Linked DNA regions of Mus musculus: region 2 is linked to region 1. A link is a contact called in public promoter capture Hi-C data. All regions are on one chromosome and are shown on one strand. Each heading gives the region's core, a stretch centred on a gene start, on an enhancer-like site or on the middle of the called end of the contact. The rest is flanking DNA. Distances are from core to core; before and after follow the strand shown. Region 1 holds the start of Eda (ectodysplasin-A). Region 2 holds the start of Otud6a (OTU domain containing 6A).

What was found. Promoter capture Hi-C pulls out the DNA fragments that hold promoters and counts their contacts.
Region 2: a promoter capture Hi-C map of liver shows a contact between it and region 1, with 6 times the contacts expected there. The contact joins the promoter of Otud6a here to the promoter of Eda in region 1. A contact is called at or near these places in 6 of 39 promoter capture datasets (the 3T3-L1 cell line, hippocampal neurons, liver and 1 more) and 2 of 115 datasets of contacts at active chromatin or transcription factors (fibro-adipogenic progenitors and stem cell-derived neural progenitor cells).

What each region holds. Positions count from the first base shown.
Region 1 is chrX:99,972,949-99,978,108 of GRCm38.p6, reverse strand. It overlaps Eda (ectodysplasin-A), which reads right to left and starts at 2,503. Exons shown (of 8, transcript NM_001177937.1): 1 at 1,933-2,503. The coding sequence starts at 2,328.
Region 2 is chrX:100,426,889-100,432,048 of GRCm38.p6, reverse strand. It overlaps Otud6a (OTU domain containing 6A), which reads right to left and starts at 3,141. Exons shown (of 1, transcript NM_001163191.2): 1 at 2,164-3,141. The coding sequence starts at 3,036. The coding sequence ends at 2,164. It also overlaps a transcript of Awat2 not described here.

The DNA of each region.
Region 1 (5,160 bases), core at 1,254-3,753:
GGATATCTTGGGCCACTTACTTCTCCCTTGAGGCCTGTATGTTCTCCAAAGGAATCAATAAAATAGATTCAGGAGGTACCTTACAAATCTGGAAAACATAAATTCCAATTAATGCTAATGAATGTAAAGAACTGGTATCATTGCTTTGACTGCCCCATAGACTAAAATAGACTAAAGGATAGCAGATAAGAAGCTGTGCTGAAACACATAAGTATTTTTGCTACATCTGATGTAAGCAACTAAAGGCCATTGCAAAGCTGTGAGAGTCCCATGCCATCACAGAAGCTCTAGTATACTGCTGTCCCACAATCTCTAACCAGCGCTCTGTCCATCCTGATTGCCAAAAATCCTTGACCACCATTTGAGTAATTTCCTGATTTCTTTTGAGTGAGTGTGTGTGTGTGTGTGTGTGTGTGTGTGTGTGTGTACATACAGAGAGAGAGAGAGAGAGAGAGAGAGAGAGAGAGAGAGAATATCAAGGTGCAGCTGCTAAGTACCTCTACTAGGATCCTGGAGGGGGGTAGTAAATAAAAGACCCAGAGTCCTAATTCATTGTCATTTAGCCCCGGTGTTTAAAATTTCAAGTATGAGAAGCCCGTCTACTGATTCTCTTCTTTGATACGCAGTTATATAAATTTGAGTGTCTTTGAAAGACATTTTAGGTCTGAAGCAATTTTACAAAGCACATTGTTAAGAAAGAAAGGAAGGAAGAGAGACACAGAGAGAGAAAGGAAAAGAAGAGAAAGTGTGTGTTCTGACACTAGAGTATTATTATGAATGTGACACCTCTAAAGTGTACAACTTGGAAAGTCAAAGCAACACAAATAATGTTTAAAGAGTTGTGACAATAACTATGGGTATAGCACCAAGTACAGAAGGCTTCCATGTCTCACCTCAAGTAGCTTACTTACACAAAGTGTCGTTTTCTCCAGAAGTTACAAATTCACCATTAATCTTTAACCACCTCAAAAAGATTCTTGGATGTTCTGCCTAAGATTCAAGTGTGAGACAGCTATGGAAACCACAGGAAGACTTAATATCAAGTACACTAAATTTGCTGGAATAACGAGTAAGAAAAACAACTACGATAATGGTTTGCTAAAAGAGATACAAACCCTCTAAAGATTATCAAAACAAAACAAAAATCCAACTTCCTGTTCCAAAGGCAGCAATAATGAAAACTCTTCACACCCACTGCACCCAACTCCATCTACAAGAGTGTCAGAACCGGCATGCAAAGGGTGAGTTTTATTTCCATAGATTTTTTAAATTGCTGTTCAGAAGTTGTCTAGCAAGACGGCATATTTCTACCAGAATTCCTCAGGGGCGCTGATCCTAACTAGAACGCAGAAGAGAATCCGTCTCAAGTTGCAGGTAAGTGTGAAAAAAGCTCAGGTCCTGGTCAGCGCACAAGAATCCAGCGCTGAAAGTATGGTTAAAAGTTGTTTCAACGGGCGTGGAACAGTTAGTACAGCTGTTTACAGCTCCAACTCCAAAGAGGAGCCTGCTAGTGCTGGCATCAGCTCGGGACACGAAGAAACAAGCACCACGGGCAGAGAAACTCACCAGGGGGCACGAGGGGCCAAGCTGCTCGCCGTTAGACGGCCACGGGGGCGGCGCAGGCACCTCCGCGCCCGGATGGGTGCAAGGCAGGCCAACTTTTCGCTAAGCAGCCCACACCTCCCCGGGGGCGGCGCGTGCAGGCTGGGCTTTCCAACTCCACGGGACCGGAGAGGGTCTGGATGAGCCAAGGCAGGAACCGAGAACAACCTGACCTGGACAACCTCTCCCCAGCACTCCGGCCCACTCCCAGCTCCTGCCCTGGAACTTGGCTCTGAGTGGCAGAGTCCCCTGAGCCCTGAGGCCCAGGCCCCCGCCCAACCGAGCAGGGGAGGGGGCCTCCAAGGCCGCCGCCCCTCCTAGGTGACTCACCTGGTGCCGGTCCTGGGAGTCAGGGGGGAGTGGATCTTCTCCCGGTTCCAAAGGCTGCTGTTGAAAGGACGGCTGCCCCAGGTGGCGGGTGATGGGACCCACCGGGTCGAGGCTCCCAGGGCTGCTTAGGGTGCCAGAGGTGCCAGGAGCACCCGGGCCACCGAGGCGGGACTCGGTTCCCCGTTCCCGCCGCAATTCGGACCGCAACTCTAGGTAGCAGCACAGCGTCAGCAGGTGGAGGGCCAGCGAGAGGCCAAAGAAACCCAGGAAGAGCCGGCAGCTGTTCCCTTCGCCCGCCCGAGCAGGGGCCCCGCGACAGCCGCAGCCCTGGCTGCCCCGCTCCCTTGGCGCTGCCGCAGGCAGGGGTTCCCTGCGCTCTACCTCTGGGTAGCCCATGGCCTCCAGAGACAACCACTATCTGAGGCCCGGGAGCCTCTGCCTCTGCCTCAGTCCTTCACGACCCCTGACAGGCGACTACTGTCCTGCCATCGGCTGGGGGCTGCAGGGACCCGTTCCTGAGCGACGGTGGCTGGGCGGGACAGAACAGGGAGCAGCCGCATGTGCAGCTCCACTCCGAGGGGTGGGAAAGGGAGGAGGAGGGGCGGGCGAGAGGGGCGGCGCGGCCAGAGAGGGAATGAGGGAGGAGGTCCTCACCTACCCCGCCCCATGCCTCAAGGGGCGGCCGGGACGCCCAACCACGGGCCCGCCAGGCCTGGCTGCCCCGCCCCCTGCCGTTCCACTCGGGCCTCCAGCCGTGGGGCGGGGCCTGGGGGCGTGGGGGTTCACCTCTGCCTGGCAGCCCCACCCAGCTCTTCCCGCTTGCCCCGTTGCAGTTGGTGAGGGCGGCTGTCGTTCATCTCTAGACTCCACCCCGGTTTAACCCTTCAGCGCCGCTATGGGGGAGGGCAGGAGGGGGAGGCTGAGAAGAATTTGGGAACCTTGGAAAGAACGTGGAGAAAAGAAAAGGAGGCAGAAACTAGCATTAATAGAAATGTTTGCAATTAACTGCAGTTGCTAATAACATCATCCAGTACTTATCTGTTGCTTTCAATCTTCAAAGCGTTTAACAGACGTTAAACTAATTAAAACAGTTCAGGGTTTGGAATGAAACCATGCCTGCTGTGTTTGCAATTCAATGGCTCGCCAGAAGAAAAGGAGACCTAGGAGCCTGGGAGCCAAACAGACTGGGAACAGGGCAACCTCACTCCTAAAATGAGTCTTGGGGCACAGTCTGAGGGCATAGAGAGGGTGCCTAGTGCCAAGTAAAACTGAAGTGATGCTGTCCGTTGAAGGCTAAAACCGTTTCCTAGGATTTCTTGATATAGTAATTCATTCAACAGATATGCATTGATCCCTTTCACAGTGCAGAAAGTACCGTGTGAGAGAACCCTCAGGCAAAAGTTTATCTTTTTCCAGAGCTGCACAAGTTTTGGAAGAACTTGAGCCTTCGAGGAGCAGGTGGGGAAACTGAGGGTCATGATGAGGTGAATTTTTACAGGGGTGGTCCACAGCATGGCCAGACACTATTGGCATCTGTATTCGCAGGCAACTGTTCTGGCCTCTCCACCCTTCCCATGCTTCCCCTGGAGTACTCCCTGGGGTAAGTTCAACAAGTCAGCCAAATGTTCCAGATGTACACTGCTGCAACGGCAGCATCTTCAACAGCTGCACCAATCAGAAACAGGGTCAGAGGGGGGAAAATGGCAAATGTCAGAACAATAGACCTGGAAATGAAGGATGGAAAAGATTAGTTGTCAAGAGTCACAATTGACAAGTGTTAGTAGTCTCAAATTTTAGAGAACTAAATAACTGTAGCAGAGCAAGCAGCCACTTTTTTTTTTACCCAGTAGGTACACTCATTTCCATGTAATTGAGAAATGAATAATTAGCAATTTTATTAACTTGAAGCAAGCGTAGTAAAAGCCACTGAGGAGGCTCAGTGGTGCGCCGGAGCACTTAAGGCTAGGCCTAAGACCTATGCTCATAAGGGAGAAGAAAAACACATAAGAGTGTAGAAAGGAGACAAAAGAGAAACAAAACCAAAAGCATATGGTGGGGAGGTCAGTGCACAGAGCACAGGGGTCATAAGCTTTAAATATATCAGCCACAGACAGGCTTTCTTTCATAGCCTAGTGCATGGCCTCAGTGCTTCAGAATAAACATCTTTTTGTCCTCTTTTTAACCTTTACGAATGAAACTGGACGTTTGCACAGGATCTCATCATCACACAGATAAGGGGGAAAAGAAAAGCTTGCAACAGCGGCTCTCAAGAACTACTTGTCCAGACCAGGAATTCTAGATGCTAGGAAAACCGCCAAGCTGATTTACCTTAATTATCACAGCCAGGATTATTGGAAAGAATGCTAGACCAGAAGTCAGGAGGCGTCACCCTAGCACTAGTTTGTTGGGTCACTGTGAGCAGAGGGAGTGGGGGAAACACTAGCTTGGTTTCTCCAACTAGAAGATGAAGGGTTTAAACTGTAACAGCTATTACATTGTTCCTTATCAGCCTCATCACTGGCTGTGTTGACTTTACTGCTCACACAATTTAAAGAGGCTATCTTTCCTTCCTCTAAAATGAGAGGGAAATAAATGACATCCATCTCCTGGTGATGGTGGGAGTGGTCGTGAATGGTGATGATGGAGGGGTCTTACTGGTTCCTGCTTCCCATGGTCTACCAACTTTTTTTTTTAATTTATCACTGTGTGTGTGAGAGAGAGAGGTGGGGGGAGGGCATCACATGCCACTGAGCACAGGAGGAGGTCAGAGGACAACTTTGTGGAATTTGTTTTCACTTTCCACCTTTGCATAAGTTCCCAGGATCAAAGTCAGGTCATCAGATTTGTGACTGTAGAGCAGCAAAGGCCTTCATCTGATGCGCCATCCTACCATGGCCCTTTCTCTAATAACTGGACCAAGAAAGACTCCCTTTGCACCATTGCCTCTAGAAGCCTTCAGAACTGCATTTGACCTAGCACATCATTTTGATTCCCAAGAGACAGAAAATAAGACTTCATGTACATTAGAAATATCACAGGGAGCCAGGGGCTGAGAGAAATGCATGTGGTTATAATAATTATCATTATATTAATGAAGTGCTGTGTATTGAATCTAAAAGTTTCACATTCAGTAGGCAGGCATTCTAACACTGAGCTACAACCTCAGGCCATGAGTTCCCTTTTTATTAATATGTTGTATGTGTTTTGATGCATTGCTTCAGCTTGCCT
Region 2 (5,160 bases), core at 1,892-4,391, 450 kb before region 1:
TTCCTACAAAGGACTTCTCACCATGGACCCCAGAAGTGTGCTTTTGAAACTTTATCTCTTTCCATAGTGAGAGCCCTGTTGGGATTTCCAGACTTGTATTTCGGAAAAAATAGATTATAATAGCATTTCCTCCCTCCTGCAATGTAGCCCTGGTCTGGCTGAGGTCTTGGAAGTCAGGGGTCTTTTTTTTTTAATCATTTGAATTTTATTCACTAAAACTATAGGACTAAAACACAAGCTAAAGTCCAAGAAAATGAGTGATTTCTTTTTCATTAATTTGCAATTACTACAGGGTTTTTTTTTTCTTTTGTGAAAGTAAAATTCCAAAGTCTTTATGGCAGTCTAATTTGGATTTATTATCTCTAGATACTATTATTATTATTATTGTTATTATTACTATTAATTTTACATCCCACTCACTCACTGCCCCCTCCCGGTCACCCTCTTCCACAATTCCCCCTCCCTTCTCCTCTGAGTGGGTGAGCCCCTCCCTGGGCACCCCCCCCACCATCAGGGCTACTTTTAAAACACAGCAGAGAATATTAAAAGAAGCCCTTTCATGTGTTTCACTAAGTGAAATATCAACCCAGGGCATCCGTCGTATAAGTCCCTCTTTAAATTCCAGCCCGGGAAGCATTTTCCTCTTGGCCTCCTCCAAGACTGCAGGTGTCTCATCCAGAGCCTCATCTGTCCCCACCAAACCTGCTCCTATTCTTCAGGAGCTCTTTGCTGAAAGCCATCTGGGATACAAACTTCATGTGGCCCAAGTCAGCTGCACAAGAAATGCAAACCAGGTATTTCAAAAGCTGCTTTTATTTTTAACACATTGCATACGTTTTCCAAAAAGTTTTTAAACTAACATATACTATTTGAGATCATTTGGAAGTGACAATGCATTTTTAAAATGTATTTAAGTAAGTTCACTAACATACAGTAGTGAATTTTAAACCTGTAAACCATTCCATTCTTGCTCTTCCTTTTGAATGCCACATTTAAGAGAACAAGGAATTTCTAATAGAAACCGAGCTGTATTGTTCTCTGCTTTCCTTTATACAAAAACTTTTAATATATATTTTTCTCTCTAAAAATTAACAAACCATGTCACTAAGTTCAGGTCTTTCACATCTTTAAGATAAAGCTTACTTCAGGTACTGGTTCATTTAAACTGAATTTCTGCATCTAACAGTTACATTTACCTATTAGAAAAAAAAAAAAAAAACAGTTGTGTTAGTGCTTAGAAACTATCTGGGCTTCCAAGGGTGGCTTTCACGACTACGTTGAAGCCCCTGGAATGATAACGTTTTTCTTTGCTGTTCACTGTTGAATCAACAAAGTCTGTGAACCAACCCCCCCCCTCCAAAAAAAAAAAAAAAAAGAAAAGAAAAAAGGAAAAAAGAAAATATCTGGGCAGCTAAAACCCATTTATGGCTGGTTGCACAAGTTTGAATGAAAAATAAAACCAAACAAGCAAATTATTCCTTGAAGGCTTATTCATAACCCAGGCATTTTAACATTGCTTAAGAGCAAGCCAGCCGGCTGGGGCATTTTTTTTTTCTAACTGAAAAACACGTATAAGTCATTTCAGCCACACCAACTCTACTTTGCAGGGAAAATCCCACAACCTGAACCATTCTACTAAACTTATTTCAGCCCAGGTAAACATTGAGAAAACCCACAATTTCCATTTTCAGCCTAACATTAATTAAAACTTTAAGAAAATGGTACCTAAGGGCCAAATGAAGTTAGAGTTGAATCTTAAAGCCCCTTAGGTGTCCCAAAGACGTATTATCCTGTGTATAGACTGCCTGCCGTTCCCTGCCACATGAAAGGAGCCACACCAAAAAAAAAAAAAAAAAAAAATCTGAGAGGGGGGGAAAAACGAACAAAAAATACCCAACGCCTCCCAAACCAAAACAACCTAACAACCCCCGCCCCAAACACACAAACAAAAAAGAGGCAGGACACAGACATTAAACAAATCTTGAAAAACAAACATAAATGCAAACCAGCAAAGGAAAAGCAACTGCTCTTACTAAGAGACGCCGTAGCAGTTTCAGTTCTCCCAGCAGCCGGAGCTGCTTCTATTCTTCCAGAGGAACCGCGGCCGGAGAGGTGACAAAGATGGCGCCTAGGGCAGAGTTCCTTCGCGTCTGCTGGAAAGTTCTAGAAGAGGCGCGGTGCCATTCCTCCAAATGCTCCAGCAACCTCAATGGGCTTCACCGAATTGTAGTGCTCTCCGAAGTCGCAGGCGTAGTGCAGATAGACCAGCGTGACCGGCTTCCTGGTGTACTCCTCCCCGATGACAATGGTGGGTGAGTTGGCCTGTACCACCTCGATGGGGGTCTGCAGGACATGCGACAGGGCTCTCAGCTCCAGCTGACCTCCCCACGAAGCATTGTGCACAATGTCATCACAGTACCTCAGGAAGTCCTCTCGGGTGTAGAAGTTGCCGGCCTCGGGCTCGGTGAAGAAAGGTAAGAAGTCATCAATATGTTTCCGCATGTAGTAGGCAGTGCGGTAGCGAAGGCTCTCGATTGTCACGGAGAACACCAGCTGATCCTGGATGGCACGATACATGCAGTGGCCGTCAGCTGGGATGGTCTTCATCTCCAAATTTTTAGCCCCTAGAATGGCAGCGACCTTTTCCTCCTCCTCACGACGGTTGGCAGCCAGTTGTTCGGCCTGGGCCGCAGGCATCCTCTCCTGGTGCCGTCTCTCCTGGTGAGCTCTTCGGTCGCGCCGTTTCTGGGCCTTGGGTGGGCGTGGAGGCATATTCTCGAGATTCATCTTTTCGAGGTCGGCTGTAACCGAATCCACACTGCTGTCAGGATTTTCTCCAAATTTCTCCAGCTCCTGCTTGTGCCTCTGCTCCATCTCGGCCTCGAGGCGGGAGATGTCCGCGAGCATCTGCTTCCGTCTGCCCTTGTCGTTCTTTGGGACGGAAGCTTTCAAAGTCTGGATGTGTGCTTGTAGCTCCCTTTTTTCGCGATAGTGGCGACGGATCACCCGTTGGAGTTCCTGCTCGGTGTCAGACATCTTACCAGTGGAAAATGGGAGTTCAAGTCTGGAGGAAACAGGAACAGTTCAAATCGCCAGTCAGGCAGCACAACCTCTCCGAGCGGTAGCTGTGGCAGTCTGCTTGCCTCAGACGTTGGTGGCCCCGAATTTTATTCCCAGCCTTCTCTGGTATTGGCTACTGCCCTCTCGGGGCTACGCCCCCAGACACTCCTACCTTTGTGACTGGCGGTTGAGAACCCCTGTCTATGTCCCCGTTGGGTCCCCGTAGCATGTAATGGCGCCAGTTTTTAACTTCAAAAGTCGCTCCTAGGAGTCCGCTTTTCTACAAAGCGTGCCGTAATGGGCTCGTAGAACTGTTCACTCTTTCTGCCCACTTTGTTCCCAAGTTTGGACAGAAAGCAGGCATAGCCCATGTTTGGTACCCACATGGTAAATATTATCAGCCGACTATGTTCTGACCCTGAAGTGTCCAGGAGCAGAATGACTTTCTCTAATTTTTCAGGTCTCTTGACCACTGAACTTCTAATCTTTGTGTATCAGAACAAAAGTATTTCCTTACATTCCTGGGAACACACAGTCTTTTAAATTTGTTTCAAAACCAACGAGTCCCACCTCAGTGTAAGGTGGCAACAAGCGGTTCTCTTCGCTTATACCGACAGAAATCACGCACACACCCCTTCTGGGCCCCCAGCTCCCTAAATGGGCCCTCTACATTATTCTTGGCTGTTTTTAAAAAGTTTGTTTCAGAAGATTCTTGCAAAATTTCTGAAAAAAAAAATCAAATTCAAATTCAAAATAGCGGTTTTATTGTGCGCTAGTCTGTCGCTTTGCCTTTAGTTCCCAAACTGGCCTTTAGATACTGCTCCATTCCCCACTTGGGAACCACATTCAGCAACACAAGACTATTATAACCTTAGCACTTGTGGGGTGGAGGCAGGAGAATTAAAAATTTCAAGCTTATTCTGGGAGATAGAGCAAGTTGCAGGCCAGCCTGGATTATATTGAGACCCTGTCTCAGAAAAAAACAAAATAAAACTAAACAAAAAAACCCATACTTGACAAACACTACCACTGAAGTCTATTCTTCACCTGATGTTAAGGCTTTTGTGTGAACACAAGCCCTCATTTCTCTGGACAGAATGCCCAGGAATGAAATTGCTGTGCTGTATTCTAAGTGCATATAGATATTTTTAAGATATTATTTTTCAGAAAGGCTGAAATTACCAGTATCTGGTATTTCCATTAAAAAAAAAAAGACTACACTAGATAAGTGCTATTATGGCTTTAATGTTCTCCTGTGTAACTGTTTTTAGTACTGTAGATGAAACAAACCCCAGGGCCTTGTATGCACTAGGAATTTACTGTACCTTGATGGTCATCTTTAAATTTTTTAATTTATTATTATTGCTATTATTACTATTACTATTATTGGTACTTGTGGTGGTAGTGGTGGTGGCAGTGGTGTGTGTGTGTGTGTGTGTGTGTGTAAGATATTTGTGTATGAACTTGCATGTCCTGCTGTGCATGTGTTGAAGTCAGAGAACAAATTTGTGGAGCTGTTTTCCCTTTTACAGTGGGTTCTGGGGATTAGATTCAGGTCATGTCAGGTTTATGAGGCAAGCATTGTTAACCATTGAGACATCTTGCCTGATGTTCATCTTGTAATGGCCTCATTTTCAGCTATAAAATATATTTCTTAATAAAATGTTTATATAATTTGCATACTTTCTAAATGGGTCACTTTTTTCTGTCAGTTTTCAGAGTTCTTTTATATTCTAAAACTAGCTCTTTGTCAGATGTATAGTTTGCAAATATTTCCTCCCAGTCTACAGCTTGCCTTTTCATCTTAGCAGGACCAGTCTCAAAGCAAAAACATTTAATTTTAAGGCTAGTTTTATATCTGAGTGGTAGACCTCCCTTCCCTAGCATGTGTGAGGACATGTTTTGGATTACTAGTGCCACAAAAGGATTTTAATTATAACTAATTTTTCAGATGGGGGCTATGTAGCCCAGGCTAGCCTCAAAATTACAATCCCCTGCATTATGATGGCAAGTGCTGGGTTGCAGATGTAAGCCATCATGCTTGGCAACATTTTTATTTTGGATTAAGCATAACTACCCAGCTGTGGTTACATGAAGTTT